2 separate regions of the Mus musculus genome follow, and region 1 is linked to region 2. The links are chromatin contacts, called in public HiChIP or PLAC-seq maps. All regions are on one chromosome and are shown on one strand. The core of a region is the stretch at or near the end of the contact, and the rest is flanking DNA. Distances in the headings are between cores, read along the strand shown.

The links. HiChIP or PLAC-seq counts read pairs in DNA pulled down with a chosen protein or histone mark.
Region 1: an HNF4G HiChIP or PLAC-seq map of pancreatic cancer cells shows a contact between it and region 2. The contact joins two enhancer-like sites. A contact is called at or near these places in 1 of 115 datasets of contacts at active chromatin or transcription factors (pancreatic cancer cells) and 1 of 9 other capture datasets (liver).

Annotation. Positions count from the first base shown.
Region 1 is chr4:139,328,981-139,333,321 of GRCm38.p6, reverse strand. No RefSeq gene overlaps it. Among named protein-coding and RNA genes, the nearest start is that of Akr7a5, 20 kb to the right of the region's middle. Within about 2 kb of position 2,496, at least 63 of the 459 cell types and tissues checked have an H3K27ac peak or open chromatin away from gene starts, as enhancers often do. A contact at or near this core is called in liver and pancreatic cancer cells, where this site is marked.
Region 2 is chr4:137,638,966-137,642,988 of GRCm38.p6, reverse strand. It overlaps Usp48 (ubiquitin specific peptidase 48), which reads right to left. Exons shown (of 27, transcript NM_001355588.1): 22 at 3,679-3,783. Among named protein-coding and RNA genes, the nearest start is that of Usp48, 47 kb to the right of the region's middle. Within about 2 kb of position 1,313, at least 106 of the 459 cell types and tissues checked have an H3K27ac peak or open chromatin away from gene starts, as enhancers often do. A contact at or near this core is called in liver and pancreatic cancer cells, where this site is marked.

The sequences.
Region 1 (4,341 bases), core at 1,247-3,746, 1.7 Mb before region 2:
TTCATGAAGACAAAGCAAAGCTTTGGGAAGTTCATTTTATACATCCTTAGGCATGGCTCAGCGGTTCTCAGTGCCTGCTGCAGGATCATAAAGATGAACACTCACATCCTAACATCGTATAACCGGCTGGGTGTCTGATGTATGCCTGTAAGCCCAGCTCTGAAGGGTACACAAACAGGATCACAGTGGGGCTTGCGGGCTGTCAGCATCCCTGAAAAGCATGATGCACAGATTCAGGGAGAGACTCTGTCTCAAAGAAATAGTTAGGGAGAAATCAAGGAGGGCACAGATAACCTCTGCTGGCCTCTGCACCTGTGCGCACACGTTTACCTATGCACACACATTTGCCTGTGCACACCCGTGTGCGTGCACACACACAGACACGATATTTTAATAAATACTTTAACTTTAGTTTTGAACACACCTATTTGGTTCTGCAATGAATACACACACGGTTGTGTGGGCACAGCAGAGGCGTCCCTGCCACTAGTAGCTATGGCCTTGACTAAATTACTCAGTTTTTCACACCCTTACCAACTGTAAATAGGAGTAAAAGTGACAGGTTACAGAGAAGTCCCTAGAATTGTTCAGGCTGAGCTGACAATGGACAGCATAAGTAGTTAGTGGACAATGACACAGGGGATAACTGAACAGCAAGACACAGGAGGTACACTGGCTTTAATATCCATGAGCAGAAGGCCCTGTGTGGAGCCACACCTGCCACCCCAGGTACCAGAGCATTGGGTCTGGGGCAGAGGACACAGGAAAAGAGAAAAGGCCACAGACCACAAGCAAAGCGGCCCTGAGGGAACCCCACGTGGAGAAGTCTTGACTTTAGACTGGGGGCTGTAGTCCAGAGCTCTATGGTCACCATAAGGTGTTTTGAAAGACGACGCTGAGTGCACTATGGATGATGGGCAGTTCTGATCACAGGGGGAGGAAGGTGCCAAAGGAACTGGGGACAGAGACAGGAAGGCTTCGCTAAGGGCCTGTGAAGAGGAAAGTCGGGGCCAACTACAGACTCTGTTCGTGAAAACGAGCTAGGGCTGGGCTGTCAGTGTGAGTCCCTACTCCTCTCTCTCCCCCTGCTGAGAAGCCCAGGTGAATGGTTGAATGATAGATGGATGGATGCATGGATGAATGGACAGATGGATCAGTGGGTGGGTGGATGGATGGATGGATAGATGGATGGATAAACGAATGGACAGATGGATGAGAGGAACTTCCTACACTTAGAAAGTCTTGCTAGCAGTCCAAAGGCTGTCAGGGGATCACTAGGAACCTAGAAGGGAGTAGGTTTAAAGAACTATTAATGTGGACGTTTTCCTTCTTTAAGAACATTACATTATGGAGCTGGAGGTATGGTTTAGTGGTTACAAGCACTAGCTGCTCTTCTAGAGGACCTGGGTTCGATCCCAGTACCCACATGGTAGCTCCCAGCCATCTGGCACTCCAGACTTAAGAGGATCTGACACCCTTTTCTGGGTTCCTCAGGTACCGGGCATGCTTGCTGCCAAACATGACCCACTCACTAGGTCAGAGCCCACAAGGTGAAAGGACTCACCTGGTTCCTGCAAGTTGTTTTATTAATCCCAAAGATGGAAGAGAAGGACCAAAGTCATCAGGGCCAAGTGTATTAAAGCAACTAATTAGTAAAGCAAGCTTTTTATTCCTGTACAAGGCTGCCTCTCCCTAAGGTGGAGTTTGAGAGGTCAGTAGGAAAGTTTTAACCAAACGGTGCTTAAATATGCCTAAAACAAACAACTCCAAGTATGACTGGCAACATTTAAAGCAACAATGTCTGTTACTGCTGTGTTGAACCAAATTCCCTTCTTGTCTCTCAAGCACCGTTACTAGGCCAGTCGTGGCAGATGAAGAGACTCCCATAGGCTACATCATCCCACTTCCAATGCCAGTTGTGGGGATACTCCTTGGTGAAGCTGAAACCACTGCTAAACCAACAGGCACCCAGAACTTGGGAGAAAAATCCAAGACCCTGAGCCCGGCTGCAATAAGAAGGCAGATCGACTGCTTGGTCCAAAGTCTTTCTGGGGTTCTGCTGACTGCAAAACAGGAAACCCATCAGATGAGGGTTCAGAGGCACGCACCTGCTAGGCACTAGTTCGGGAGAGTCTACACAGTTCGAGATTCCCAGTGTTCTCAATGCCCTAGACATAGGCTGGCCACATGGAATTTGGCGGAGCCAGGGTTGGTCTATTGTGAGAGGGTCCTGGGCCACTTTTCTGGAAGGGTGGAAACCGCAGAGTTGTGTAAAGTCAGCCTGAGGAGCTTGTGGTTCTCGGAGCTCTTGGGAGGACAAGGTGCGATCACAGCCCCAGGAGCCGGAAGAAGCTGTACCGGGGAAGAATCAACTCTGCTCATTGCGGGTGGGTGATAGGCAAGACCGTTACCTTTGGAGCTGCTGCAGCCCAGCTCAAACCCCAGGACACCTTGGATCGTCTCTGCATAAAATAGCCTTCCGTGACCACTCCCACAGGAGGCGGGGCTAGCGGAGAAAGGGCAGGAAAGTGTGGGCCTGTGCACAAAACTTCTGTAGAGCTGAGAACTCTACAACAGTGCCACCTGGAGGTCAGTGGCAGGTCTCATGAGCTAGGTCGGAAGTTGCAGACACCTCTAGCTTCCTGCCTCTCTCTGGCCCATTCATGAGCTGCCCTGGGCTCTCTGTACCCTCCTAGAAGGAGTTTAGCAGGTGGGTGAATCCTGGAGAGCTGTCTCTGTTTTTTTGTTTTGTTTTTTTGTTTTTTGTTTTTTTTTTGAGACAGGGTTTCTCTGTGTAGCTCTGGCTGTCCTGGAACTCACTCTGTAGACCAGGCTGGCCTCGAACTCAGAAATCCGCCTGCCTCTGCCTCCCGAGTGCTGGGATTAAAGGCATGCGCCACCATGCCCAGCTTGTTTTTTGTTTTGTTTTTGTTTTTGTTTTTTTGGCGGGGGAGCTGTCAATGAATTGAGGTTTGCTGGGAGCTCTAGTAAGGGTCCCTGTGGAAGGACAGCAAAGAAGGTCTGTCAGCCCTGATTTACTAATCCAGGAGAAGTTTCCCTCAAACTCTCAGGCAGTTTAGACTGTTCAGAGAATCGAGGGTGGAGCGAATCTCAAGTAGCAAATGTTCACTCCAGGCATCTTTGAGAACATTTATGCAGTAGGGACTTAGAATTTACACCAAATGAAGACTGTAACAAATTGGGACGTGGGGATAAATGGACAAGATTTTCTCACCATAACCCTTTAAAAAGACAGTTGAAGTCAGGGCGGCCGTTCTTGCTTGTAATCCCTGCACTCTGGAGGCTGAGGCAGGAAGTTTGCCAGCAGTCAAAAGTCAGCGGGATTATATAGCAAGCAGTAGACCAGCACCGACCAAATAGCACATGGTGTGGTGGTCTACCCCTGTGATTCCGGCACTCCAGAAACAGGGGCAGGAGAATCAACGCAAGTTCAAGGCTGTCCTGGACAACATAGGAACAACAGGTCTGCCAAGCCCATAGAACAAGACTGTTTCAAATGTCAAAATAGGGTTTGGATTATAGCTTAGCTGATTGGATGCTTGCCTAGTCCTGGGTTAAGGACCCAGTGAGTAAGGTAACACCCTCTTTTCCTGATTCCATTTTGTGTTTGCTTAGACCAGTGGTCCTCACCCTTCCTAATGTTGTGGTGACCCCAACCCTCAATTTATTTTTGTTGCTACTCCATAACTGTAATTTTGCTACTGAATATAATGCAAATATCTGATATGCAGGATATCTATATGTGACCTCTGTGAAAGGTCCTTTAACATCCCCAAAGGGGTGGTGATCCACGAGAACCTAAGGTTTAGAAGGTTCTCACCCTCTACCTGCTTAATAGTGATGTTGCCTAGCAACACATTTGGACTTTCTATGACATTGACCATAGTCCAGATGTATTGATCAAAATAATTATTTTCTGAAACTTAACATTAACTCAGGAAGTTATAAGTAAAACAATAACAACAACCACAGCAACAACAACAACAACAACAACAACAGTCACTTAATGTCTGAAATAATATGAAAAAAAGTTACTATGGTCTTCCTGAAATGAGTGTTTCAAGGTTACTCTGACCCTTATTGAACTCCTAAGTAAATTATAGTCTTTGTGGGGTTTGCCTTTAAAAACATCATTGTGCCTCCAAACTTTTGCACAAGAGACTCTGAGACATAAACCCCTTTTTGGTCACTGGCCAGTAAAGGACTCATATACTTTAAATTGGCTTAATCATCCTGGTTGTCTGTATCTTATCACTATTATTATTGTTGTTGTTGTTGTTGTTGTTGTTGTTGTTGTTATAGTAAGACAAGCTCTCGGGG
Region 2 (4,023 bases), core at 64-2,563:
GCCAAATGTTCCAGAACATCTTTTGGTGTGTTTTGAAAGCATCTCACTCATTATGTAGGTCTGCTACATAATGTGGGCCTGCTCTGTACTGCAGGCAGATCAGCCTTCCATGCTGGCAGTAGTGTTTGTGGCTCTTTACTTACAAAGCCCTCCCTGGGGGGTTAACAAGCCAAGATTCTCTTGTTAACCAAGCCAGGGAATTAAAGTGGGATTTTTATTCCCACTTTCCCATTCATATTACTAATGTGTTTTGTAATTCATAAAGCAGCTACCAGGGCAGAGACTTTTCTCAGGTCTCTGGCCACTGGCAAGGCTCTGCCCAATCTAGCCACAACTTCCATTTCTAAGAAAAAGTCAACTTAGCAGTCACAAAAACAACATCCAACTGAAAAAGAGGACATTATCTACAGACAGAAGGTATCCACTGTACAATCCTAACCTCACCCCATGCCCCAGCCAAAAGGTCTCAGGCATCAACTAAAATCTTTTCAAATTGATTTTAAGAGGATCTAAAAGCTTTTCCTGGAATTATTGTCCTTTAACCCATGTCAACCTGCTAAAACCAGTAGAGCAGTGGTTGTTTTTCCCCAGTCACTGGATTTAAAAGGCTTCCAGTTACCTAAGTGATACCTACTGAGTGTATCATTAACCTGAATTTTAGATAACACAGAAGGAACTTGGTTGATCTGGCTTAGAGAGGAGGGCAGGGAATTTGCTCAGCTCCATTAAGGAGCACTAATGCTTGCTTTATGGCGTGGGATTTACTTCAGTGAAACCAGTGACCCATGTTCTGAGAAAAAAGAGGGAGGGGGGTGCGGGAGGTGACATTCTGAAGACACTAGGTATCCCCAGGGACTAACTAGTTACTATGCTCTAAACAGAGGGTTAGAGCTGAGATCCCCGCCCTGCCTTGAACCAAAAGTATTTAAAACATTCTAGGATATTACAATATCCAAACATGGACAAGGGAATCGGAGGAAAATTATAACATGTACAAAATAATTATGGCGTAAAGAGCAATCCTCTAACATTCTGTATTGTATTTGTTCATGTGAACTCTGCTGCAATCCACAACTAAAGGCAGGAATCCCACATCCACCTGAGAACATTGCTGTGGTTGTGACCACAGTGAATAAAACCGGATGCTCAGAGAAAGAGTCAGACTTTAAAGTCTGAGTCACAGGAAAATGCAGCGTTTGCTCAACAAACAAGGCTTGGACTGAAAAACAAAGCTGGAAACAGAGAGACACACTTCTTCGAAATCCTAGAGGGCCCTCTTAGCAGCCAGGCAGGGGTGTCCACACCAGCAATCCCAGCATTCTAGATGCCAAACTAGATTATGGGATCGAGGCCAACCTGGGTTACGTGGCACAGCAAGCCTGTGTCTCAGAAAGGAAAAAGAGCTAACAGAGAAAACTTGACTCCACAATGTCAGGAGATTGACAACAGACACAAACAGATCTGAGTAGGGCAATAGAGCGCCTCAGTCAGAAAACCCTGCATGACCACAGAACGCTCTGAGGCCATGGGCCATCAAGCTTGACAAGGGATAAATACCAAATTTGCCTGTCCACTGTCCAAGAGATGGACATAAAACAGTGGTTTTGCTCATTCATGGGTTTTTGTTGTTGTTTTTTAAAGTTATTTTTATAGGATTCGAACAAAGCATAGATAACAATGACATCCTTCCATACCAGCAAGTACACACAACATTTATTTACCTTGGGCTGATTAAGACCTAAGACTTTATGTACGCAGTGTTCTGCCCGCATATGTCCCTATATGCCAGAGGAGGGCATCAGATCCCATTACAAATGGTTGTGAGCCAACACGTGGTTGCTGGGAATTGAACTCCAGACCACTGGAAGTACTCTCAACCACTGAGCTATCTCTCCAGCACCAAACTTAAGACTTTCTTCATCAACATTAAATAAAGCAGCAAATCACACCGTGACAGTGCACGCCTTTAATCCCAGTACTCTGGAATAAGAAAGAGGCAGATCAATCTCTGAGTTCAAGGCCAGCCTGGACTAGAGTGATTTCCAAGGTCAGATATACATAGAGAAACCCTCATGAAAAAACCTACCAACCAACCAGAAAAACAAAGAAAATGAAAAAAAATGAACAACAGCAGCAACAACAATAACAACAAAAAACCCAAACCAACCCAAACAAGCAAAAAACAAACAACCAAAACAAAACAAAACAAAACAAAACAAAAAACAGTGGTATACCAACAGCAGACCAGCATGTTCAAAGACTGTGCTCTGGATTGGATGAGGCAAAGGGCCACTGAGGCAGAAGCTACGCATAATTTGACTACCAGGTCTCAGGGTAAAGATGTCCCAGCTATTAAGAGTAAAACAGGCAGCCCAGAGAAGGTGCTGAGTTCCAAACTCAGGCCTCTTGGAGAGGCCATGCTCTCAACCACTGAACATCTTCCCCAGTCCCCGACACAGTCAATCTTAGTAGAAATTGATTATGGTGGAGACTGAAGGGCTAATATCATCTTCCTCCATTTATCACAAATCCTAGTTGGCAGGCTGTGTGGTGATGGTGCACACCTTTAATAACAGTACTTGGGGAGAACAAAGGCAAGTAGATCTCTGTTGTTCAGAGCAAGTTCCAGAACAGCTAGGACAATGGGAAAACAATGTCTTGGGGAAAAAATAAAAAGACTGCCAGTTTGTTACCAAGACAGAATCAAAGCGAATATTTTCATTCCAGCTTAAAATGATATATTTTGCCTTTAAAATCTCATTGCATCATCATCATTATTATTTGACGTTTCCAGGGGTTACTGAGATGAAGCAGTGCTGCTTGTGGAGGTCCATTTTCAGTTCCAAGGAACACAGACATCCACGGCCTCTGGCTTCTGAGGGCAGCTAAACTCATGTGTAATATACCCATACCCAAGCACATAGAGTTAAAAATATCATCTTAATTACATTGTGTGCACAGGCATGTCTGTAGATCTTAGATAACTTGGAGTAGTTGTCGTGTCGTATCATCCCCCCCCCCCCCACACACACACACAGTGAGTTTCCCAGGAAATGAACTCAGGTTGTCAGGTCTGGCTGGTGCCTTTATCAGATCCCACAAAGCTCGCTCAAGTTACAGCTGCCTGAGGTGGGAGCTGGGAACCAAACCCAGGACTTCTGTAAGAGTAGGGCCTGCAAACTCTTAATCCTCCTGCCTCAGTTCAGGAAAGCAAGACTGTGCTTGTGTCACCACACCTATGGCCATAGCCGCTCTTGCTTTGTCTCTAGACAGTCTCACTTTGGGCCAAGATGGCTTCAAGGCACGGGTAGGTGCTCCTGCCTCAGCCTCCCCACTGGTCTTAGACGTGAGCACTTTTCATTTGTTTCTCTGTAGACCAGGCTGGCCTCAGACCCAGACCCCCACTTAGCAATGCCTGTAAGTGCTTTGGCACGATGCTGTGCCACCACAGCCATCACACAGTTACTTTTTCTTCCTTAAATGAACTTCGGAGGATATGCAGACCTTTTTTTTTTAGGGGTGAAGGGAAAAATTAGCTACAGCGTGCTATAAAAACTAAGAGTTAAAAGTGTAGAACAAGTAGGGAGGGACCCAGAAAATACCCAGCCAGGGAAGACGGACAGCAGGGGGCTGTTGCGGACAAAGACACAATGATGGAGTACTTCAATACAAACGTACTTGATTAAAGTCAGGATCCTTCTCCCCATCTGGCTTAGCCTCCTCCTTGTCTTCTTCCGTCTCAGAACTACTCACATTCAACTCGGGGGCCGAGTCCTTCATCACCTCAACACACCAGAAGCAGAAAGAGGAGTCAGGCCTAGGGCCTATGAGGTGTGGGTGGGTCAGGAACAAGAACTACTTTCATTGCCCTTTAGTTTCTTATCGTCTAACCCTGTGGATTATTTGTTTATTCATTCACTTTTATTAAGGGGGGGTGGTGGTCATCTGACTATTGTTGTTCTTGCTGTCCTGGAACTCACTATGTAGACCAGGGCCACCATTTTAATCCTATAGCTTCATGGG